Regions from separate parts of the Anser cygnoides genome. Here region 2 is linked to region 1. Evidence: chromatin contacts called from public Hi-C data. All regions are on one chromosome and are shown on one strand. Each heading gives the region's core, a stretch centred on a gene start, on an enhancer-like site or on the middle of the called end of the contact. The rest is flanking DNA. Distances are from core to core; before and after follow the strand shown. Region 1 holds the start of LOC106048076 (alpha-2-macroglobulin-like protein 1). Region 2 holds the start of LOC106048077 (alpha-2-macroglobulin-like).

Region 1 (4,683 bases), core at 1,419-3,918:
TCACATTGTTCCTGGAAACACTGAAAAAAGAGACCTGCTTTCTTCTAGCTCCAAAAGGCTTAGCTTGGTGCACTCGATGAAGTCTTCCCTCAAAATGTGACTGCTACCTTAATCCTTCCCTCCCCATTTCCACGTCACCTTCTTGCCTTACCTGTTTCTCCAGGTTTGTATAAGGCCTTGTCTGTCTTTACCAGAATTATGTTCTTCTGGGGCTTGACCAGTACCTTCTTGCGACCCTCAAAGAGCACACTGTCACCGCTGTGTATCAGGACATGCAGAAAAACCACCTCCTCTGACTGCCAGATTAAAACAAAAACTGCCTAAGAGTAGAAGTAACTTGAAGAGGAAACTAAGGCTACCAAAATCTCCAACTTAATTCTTCTCTGTCCCCTTTCTTTGATTTAGCTCTTTCCTTTCTTTAGTCATAGACTTCCACATGCTCCCCAGTTTCCTTATTCTCTTTTCTCTGCCTTTCCCCTTGTCACACTTGTGCATTTCTAAATTTCTTTCTCCCCACTGCTATCTTTCCCACCCTGCAACTCCTCCCTTTAATATGGCTCAGACACAGGAGAGGCTGAAGGTCTCTAGTTTGTAAGAGGAGAGGCAGCCAAGAAAGGTATCTTACTTGTGAAGCTGAAGCATCTGTTTCCCAGGGAATTAACTCTGGTACCTAGGTTGATTGATGTAAGGAAACAGAAAACAAATTCATCAGAGATTTTGCATCTTATCCCAGACGTGAGACATCACCTCACTGTTAAACAATCCTCAAACTTCAGAGTCCAAACTCCACTGCATGAATCAGCCTCTAGACCACTTAATATTGCTTGAAGAAGAAGCAGTCACCATCTGTCTTTTATTCATGAATGTAAGAGTGAACCATCTGACATATCATTCTCCCCGTCACAGAAATTTAAGATTTTTTTACAAACAAACAAAACAAAACAAAAACAAACAAAACAAACAAACAAACAAAAAAACACATAGGGAAGACAGATATGGAGCTGACTAAGGCAGTAATGGGAAAAAGATAAGGGTCAGGCAAAAACTTTGGACATCTCACTATCAGAAAGACTAAGCTCAGCAGGGGAAAGTGTTTTTGTTTGTTTGTTTTGTTTTGTTGTTTTGTTTTGTTTTGTTTTGTTTTTTAACTACAGATGCCCTGGCTTTCCAGAACCAGGATTCACTCTCTCCTAAGTCCTGGCACCAAACACTTTGTTAAATATTGTCTTGCTGATAAAAGAACCAGAATTGACTACAGACCCTTCTCGAGTTCTGCTGAATCTGTAGGACAATCAGAGCATAGGCACAGCAACTTAGTATGGTGCTGAAGGAGACAGGGAGAGTTTGTAGAGTCCCAGCACCAGACACATCTCCACGTCTCTCCAGAAATGTAACTGAAATTTCTGTAGTCATGTCAGAGCCTCAGTGTAGCTAGTTCAGCTAACTACAACAGCAGGATGAAATCAGCCGATAGAGATTAAAAAATATATATCTACACTGTGAAAGATTGCCTACTTTGTTAGGTTCTAGGACACACTTGTATTTTGTCTGGAACTGGTAGGAAAAGATACTTCACCTGCTTGGAACCTCATGGCAAGGCAGAGAAGGACAGTGAGTCAGGAGAGCACTCCTGTCTGAAGTGAGAGGAAGATCATCTACTGACAAGTCGGCAACCACAGCTACACTCACCTGGAAGGTGATGCACTCAAAAGTACCTGGCTTCTCCACGTCCTGTTCCACCAGCGTGCGATTCTCGGTTTCCACCTCCAGGGTGACAGCCAGGTGAACAGCCTCAGTCAGGGAGCTGAGGTGAATGCAGAGCTTCTCCTCTTGGGAATGGCGAATGACAGCAGGGAACACCACCATGTAGTGACTAGAAGAGAGCAGATGTTCAGAAACAATTCAGAGGCTGAGGTGGACAGGCCAGAATAAATCTCTGCTGCTTTCATGAAGAGGCACACCAAAGGTCAGAAATGTCTAAAGAGGCCTACAGGGAAGGAACTGTGGTGCAGCTCCCTTTCCATGCCAGAAAGAAGCAACATGCCCAGCATGGAACCAGATGGCTCCTGGTATGTGTCTTGTCACCACCAGCCAGGACACAGCTGCCCCAGCAGCAAGTACACAAGAACAGAAAGTTTAGGTGAGGAATGAAGCTGAAAACTCAGTGAGCGAGGCATAAGGCTTCAGGCCTCACAGCAAATTTCATCCTCACACCAAATTGCATCCTCACAAGCACAGGATGAATGAAGGCAAAATTGTGGCTTCTGTAGCTTTTCAGTGTGTACAGTGCACTGCTAGTGCGGTGCCTGCACTAGCATATACCAGGGGCTTCACCTGCAGTAGTGCTTGACACCCCGAGCTCCAAATTAACTCAGAAGGAATTGCTTCTGCTCAGCCTCCCTAATAACAAGATTCCCTGCATGCAGCTCTGTGATGCTAAACCGTGCAGCACCTCAGCACCACACCCTTCAATGACAGTCCTTTCCACCAAGCCCCCCAAAACCAAAAGATAATCTCACGGTTCCAGGCTTGCTTCAGCTGCAACTGGGAATAGGTTCAGGGCTAAAAGGAGCACTGGTGCTCCCATTGCTTGGGCTGGGAAAGACAGCTGTCAAGATCCGCACAGGAGGAGAGAGTAGCCTGTATTGATGGGCTGGAACAATCCTAAATACACCCCTCAGATGTTCCTAAGGCCAAAGTGTGGGGGAAGTTTATATATGGAGATTATATCTCTTCCAGGCTAATGACACTAGCTAATATTTACTTACTTCCACCAATGGCAGAGTAAAGACCACACAGCACAGTTCTCCACCCATGTCTAAGCTCAGATGGCATTCCAGGTGGTGGGATGTCAGAGCACTGTGGGGGACATGTGGAGTGGGTGACCTCTAACCCAAACTCAAAGGGACTTAGCAGAAAAGCTCACCTCAGTTTTGGCTGGTCTGGATTCTGGCTGTAGCATCCTACGGGAGACAAAGCAGCTATTATCCTTAGCTTGTGAAAAAGGATCCTCAACTCTCTGACTGTGCTTTATTAGTGATCTTCCCCTCATCCAGTTTTTCATCACTGCTTGAATTCAAAACCTTTCAATTAATTTCCTCCCCACCTCAAAAAAAAAAAAAAAAAAAAAAAAAAAAAAAAAAAGCAGAGACCACATGGAAGCAAAGTGAGAAAGAAAACAACTCTTTTCTGCTTCCCATCAACAAGCAATGTTCGGCCACATCCTGGGAAGCAGGGCCTCAATATGTGTAGAAGTTGTTCAGGAGGACAGACGTCTTCATAACGAGAGCCCCCCCCTGCTCCTTCCCCTTTCCCACCATTTACTGCTGAGTGCTGTGTGACACCACATGGTATGAAATATCCCTTGGGTCGGTTTAGGTCAGCCGCCCTGGTGATGTCCCCTCCCCACCTCTTGCCAACCCCCAGCCTACTGGCTCTGGGGAGCTTTGGAGACAGTTTTGATGCTGTGCCAGCACTGCTCAGCAATACACAAAGCACTGGTGTGCTACCAATGCTGTTCTAGCTACAAGTTGTGATTCTGTGAAGTGCAGAGCGCAGCACTGTATGGGCTGCCGCAGGGAAAGTTAACTCCATCCCAGCCAGATCCAGTTCACAGCTTCATCCAACCATAAGGTATTTCTACAGTGACACCACCACCAATCTCCTTCAGACTCCTATCAGGTACTGCAAACTTTTATTTCCTTTTTCTGGATGGCAGCAGTGGCAGCTGAAGCGAGCAGGGCTTGGACCTATTTGCCTTCTAGGTACAACCTTATTTGAAGGTGGTTGTCCTCATCTTGCTTTGGCCACAGCTGTTGTTTTGCAGATCATAACCAAAGGTACACAATACAGAATGAATTTGCCGTCTGCCCACTCTTTGATCCCAGCTGAAGCAATCCCCTGGATTTACTTTGGCATGGAGTCTGTGCATGTGTATCCACTCTCTGAGCTCACAGAGCAATGTAACTGCAATGTGCACCTTTCACCTAGCACAGACATTCAAATAATCTGCAGGTTTGAAGCACTGTATGTCACTGATCTGGGAATACATTTGATTCTCTGAAATCAACAGGGTTTTGACTTCAAGCCTAAATTAGCCAGACAAAAAACAGAATTCTATCTGATTTCAGAAACATTCCCCATGGCTCTGCATCTCCGAATAGTCACCAAGTTAGCTGCCTCAGAATTTAAATGGAAACAGAAAGACAACTAAAAGATAATAAAGTGTTAAAGTTCTTCCCTTCTTCCAGGGAGAAGTTAGAGGCACTACAAGAGCTGTATGTGGAGCCCTGGATTGGCCTGGCCAGAGGCTGCAGGGCAGGAATTAAGTTTCAATACAAAATGAATAGTACATAAAGAAGTTCTACAGAAGAAATTCAAACCTAAAACAAAATTCAACTGACATCAAAAAAAAAAAAAACAAATTTGCCCAAGAATGTTTCCAATGTTTCCAGGAATGTTTCCAAGAATGTTTCCAATTTCCATTTGAATATGAGGGGTCACTTCTTTACTGTGAGGGTGACGGAGCACTGGAACAGGTTGCCCATAGAGGCTGTGGAGTCTCCTTCTCTGGAGATATTCAAACCCCACCTGGATGCTGCCCTGCGCAATGTGCTCTAGGTGATCCTGGTCGGCAGGGGGGTTGGACTAGATGATCTTCAGAGGTCCCTTCCATCCTCGGCC
Region 2 (4,683 bases), core at 1,103-3,602, 150 kb before region 1:
TATCTTCCTTCATCTGCATGTTGCGACTTTTGTAATGTTCACGCTTTCTGAGTTTTCCTAATAAGTTTTAGAGGAGCTTCTCTTCACTACAGCCTGTGAAATATTTTGTCTCCCACAAAATAATGAACCCTTTTTTTTTATCCTTCTGGGTATTGTTGTTAATCCTGTTAATTTGTACAAATGCTTTTTCTTGTAAAGCTTTTTATTTATTTATTTATTTATTTTAAGTAAATTGCTTTGGGTTTGTTTCCTTTAGATATCTCTTATCAGATCAGCTACCCTTGTTGGAAGAAGTAGCCAGTCCTTCAGATACACAATCTGTCTTCCAGGTATGAAAAAGAACCAAAAAGCTTTCAAGCTAAGTACAAGTTCAAACCAATTGTTCTGCGCTTAATGGGATAGGTACCAGATAGACTGCCTCAGTCAGTGCTTGTGGAGCAAGGTGGGCAGTAGGATGTCAGAGACCTAATGAGTGGTTCCTGGGGGACTGAAAAACAGATGTTTTGTACCTTGTGGATGGGAAATAGGTGAGTAGAAGAAAGATTGCAGTGAGAAGGATCTCTGCTGAATCCCCGCTTCTGATAGTCCTCTAGATCTATGAATTTTAGTTTTACATGCTCATCCTTAAAGCATACTGTACGTGTCCATTCTGGTTTCTTTTTGTTTTCAGTTCACAACATCCTGAATGAAAACAGAACACGTGGGGTGAGTCATGTTTTCCAACAAATATCCAGGACACAATTGCTTTGAAAACTGCTACTTTGCACAAGTTATTTACTGGAGAAGACGGAAATGGGAGGGAGAGGACAGACAATAGGGGGCATTTTTGGAGAAAGATCCATATGGCTTTTATTACTTTATAGTTACACAACCAGATTTTATCAATATTTCCATCTCTAGCTGATAATCTGCTAAATCTTTTGGTTTCTATGACTGTGTATGTTCATTCCTTTTTCATATCACGCTTATATAACACTTATTCCTAGCACTGGCTGCCTCCTGTTTGTTTTCCTTATTTTTGTGGTTTGTAAAAAGGTGTTGAACTTTATTCCATGAGAGACTGTGCCTGATTTTTGAACACAGTTCTTAAACTTCCTTTCCTCCTCAGACATTTCTCCTCATCATTCACACTGCTCTTCCCTGCAGTTTTCTGTCAGCACAAGAGTCAAGACACACTATGTAGTTAAACTAACATTCAGTTTTAACATTCACTATATTTCAAAGTTTAATATTCAGACAAACCATTAGTGTTGTTCTGATCTTATCAGTTCCTCTGTACAGATCAGAGAACCTCTGCCACTAATGTGGCTTCATATAATCACATTCAATAAGATTTGTGCTAAAGTATTTTATCTCCTGAGTATTCATACACAACAGGACTCTTCACAGGGGTCACAAATCTCTAATAAGAGCGTGACCAATCTTTGATTCTTTGATTGCAGAGACTCTGTAGGGCAAGCTGAAGCCCTACAGCTGCAGTTTTGCAGTCTTCCAAGGGCTGATACAAATACCCCACAAAGTCAGGCTACTCAGGGAGTTCTGGTAGCTTGGACTGAGTATTTCATTTTTGTGACCAGCTGGAATGTAGCAATCTTTTTTTTTTTTTTTTTTAATTACTAAATTCAACTTCTGGATAAGCTGTTGCAACAAGATATTCACAGACAACCAAGCCAAGTGAGCAGTGCTGTTTCTGAGTGACTTTCACTATGGATGCAACTCACAGCAGCACAGCTCTGAATCTGGCAAAGGGAAAGGGGAGACACCTGGGGCACCTGGAACATTTTCACCCCAGACCAGGCAGTCTAAGAGCAGGCAACACAGAATGGTGGAAGATGATCACCATGCTGGGGGGCAGGGATGCCACCCGATGGCATTGCCTAATATTTATGCATGTTCACAGTGGAAACAACATATTTCCATATCTAGACCTGTAGTCACCTCACTTTGGATTTTATTCCTGACTGACTAATTGTCTAACCTAGCAGCCCTGTTAGGGGCTTTGTCAGCAAACTACTGCAGTATTCTGTTAATATAACATGAGCAATGCTTTTGCCTGTGGGTTTCCTTTTGTCGTAACATACCTATAAACACAGCTTTTGACTTCAAAAGATGGCATTACTGGATGTCCGAGCGCTGAGATTGGATGCTACCCTCAGGGAGCAACCTTGTGTCAAACCTGGTTCATTTCCCCAAGACTGTGGATCTCTGATGGGTTAAAGAAAGCAGGGTATGAATGGTTCGAAGATTTCTAATATAAGTACTGTCCAATAAACACCCTTCCCCCACATTGAAAGTCTCTAGCCAAATACTGTCCCTCTGCTCCAGCTCCTCCTTATACGCCTCTCGCCTCTCCCCATTTCCGGATGGGTCCTGGCCCACAGCCCTTATCTCCTCTAGCCCCTGGGCTGTTTGCAGAGAGCAGTTAAAAAGGGGCTGACCCAGCAGAGAGTGGAGGGGAATTACAAGGTGCAGGAAAACAACAGCACCGGACCAGACTGGATGTCTGCTTGAGTCACCACAGTCCTGCTCTGCACCATGGGGAAGGACTGGCTCTTTGGCAAACCAGATATCTTCCTCCTTCTCCTCTTCTTCCTCCCTGGAAATACCTCTCCCACTACAGAACCGTAAGCTACACATATGGAAGGGGGAGGGAGGTCTTAGTGCTCCTTTTTTTTTTTTTTTCTGTCATTTTTCTTCTTTTCTGTCATTCTTTATACAGCTGTGCCAGTTTCTCCCATTCCTACCCTGCATCCCACTACTAGCCCAGCCCTGACCTTCCTGCACATCTCTGCCAGTGTTCCCTCTTCCCCTCGGTACTCCCCTGCTAGTCCAGCCCTGGTTCAGAACAATATCTCTGCCTAAATATATTCTTACCTAGAAATCTTCAGGTGCCTGAGTTTTTGTGGGCATGCATGTACTTACCTTTCCCGTAGTATCCTTGTTTTGATCATTGAGTCATTTCTCCGCGTTCTCCTGTTTCTTTCAAGCTGGTTTGTTCCCTTTCTCCTGTTTCTTTCATCCCAGTTTGTTTCCCTTGGCAGCATCAGACGTGCTTGTTCCCAAAGAGGATCTGTGACCTAAATTCCCTTCCGCCAGCATGGAGTCTGGCGCTGGCACCCTCCCCTGGGATGTCCACCCCGGGGCTCTGCAGGTGAGGAGCATGGCTGCAGCACTCACACTGCTGAGGGCCCCAAGGAGAAGCTCTGCAAGGGCAGATCAGCCTGGCCTCCCCACCTCAGCCTCACCTACCACAGAGGGTTCTGCAGCCTCTTGTCCAGGCAGAGCAATCTCCCTCTTTAGACTCTTGCTGCTGTCACAGCGTGCCTCTTGCTGTGCCACGGTTCTCTCCTCTGTGGTTCCGAAGCTGGTCTTGTGATGCTTGCTAGAGATCTCGTGCCGACAAGCACCGCATGAGCACTAGTAGCTGCAGCAGGAGGTGCAGCAACACTGCTGTTGCTTACTGTGTGGTCAGAGGTAAAGTGGTGACTGGCTCAAAACTGAAGGACCTTTGACTCACACTTCACCATCAGTCCCTCATTCACCTGCCCTATTTGGCTGCTTCTGGGGTAGATAAGCCAGCCAAGTCTGCTTTGGGGTCAGGCAAAGCTCTCCAGTGTCTCCACGGTAATCTTGTTCATATCCCTGCCAAAGATCAGACGGAAACTGCTTGGTCCTTTCCTCGCATAGGCAACATGCTGCTCTTTTTCTCTGAACTGAGCATCATTTTGGGAGGGGAGAAAGAGGAAAGGATGAGAAAGGTGTGAGGAGGAGAGGTGTATTTGGGATCACAGAACAAAGATAGGAGCTGAGTGCAGTAAGCAGTCAGGGAAGAGGTAGACAGTGTGGTCTGAGTAGTGAATTGCTAGGCATGTGTGAGAATAATGGATCTCACTCACACTTGGTACCGTGTGCTGCAGGGTTGATCCGATGCTGTGTATAACACAGGAGGGAAGCTACCCTAGAACGGAAGACCTCCAAGTCAAATCAAAATGAAGCTTCCAACCAAGATTTGCGTTCTGCATCTTGCACAGGGAGATAGCTTTGATAAGCAGCAACAGTTGTTGCTCTTTCTGTTTCAGAAGTGGCTATCTGCACAGGAGACACAATTAAGGTTCAGATTAGATATTAAAAAATAAATAAAACTCTTATTCACCATGTTACTGCAGCATCAGAACGGGTGACCCATTGCAACTTCCTTTTCCAGGAGAGAAGTTGGCTTGAGACATCCAAATGTCCTTTCCAAACAAACAAACAAATATATATATATATATATGTACGATACTGCGGCATACTGACAATAGGACTTTTTTTCTTACTCTGGATCTATTCTGGAAGAATTCAACAGTAGGCATTGTTCACCTATTCTGATATGTGGTTGTGCATGTAAGCTATTTTACAATGTAGTGTATAATGTTTGGGAATATATTTGAGATAGCCAAAAGTGCTTGCTCATGATGGTATTTGAATTGACAGATATGGATACAGATTGACAGAGCTGATGAAACTCAGTGGTTTCTTTGCTTGAATGTTTGTTCCAGGAAGCAGCTGAGAGTTGATACATGGAAGTATCAAGAATCATAGAATCATGTATTCTATGATTCTATGATTCTAAGCTAGTCCATCGTAAGCTAGAGTATTACCTTCTCCGTATAGACAAACTTAGCATTTTTAAGTCAGCCACTT

Evidence for each region. Hi-C and Micro-C count contacts between places; a contact is called where the count stands out from the background.
Region 2: a contact with region 1 is called in a Hi-C map of liver, with 8 times the contacts expected there. The contact joins the promoter of LOC106048077 here to the promoter of LOC106048076 in region 1. A contact is called at or near these places in 2 of 7 Hi-C or Micro-C datasets (both in liver).

What each region holds. Positions count from the first base shown.
Region 1 is chr1:104,733,457-104,738,139 of Taihu_goose_T2T_genome, reverse strand. It overlaps LOC106048076 (alpha-2-macroglobulin-like protein 1), which reads right to left and starts at 2,668. Exons shown (of 37, transcript XM_067005594.1): 1 at 2,520-2,668; 2 at 1,690-1,873; 3 at 626-670; 4 at 152-296. The coding sequence starts at 2,587.
Region 2 is chr1:104,884,093-104,888,775 of Taihu_goose_T2T_genome, reverse strand. LOC106048077 (alpha-2-macroglobulin-like) reads left to right here and starts at 2,352. Exons shown (of 36, transcript XM_067005523.1): 1 at 2,352-2,624. The coding sequence starts at 2,536. LOC106048085 (a long non-coding RNA gene) reads right to left here and starts at 3,518. Exons shown (of 3, transcript XR_010824806.1): 1 at 2,923-3,518; 2 at 2,082-2,205.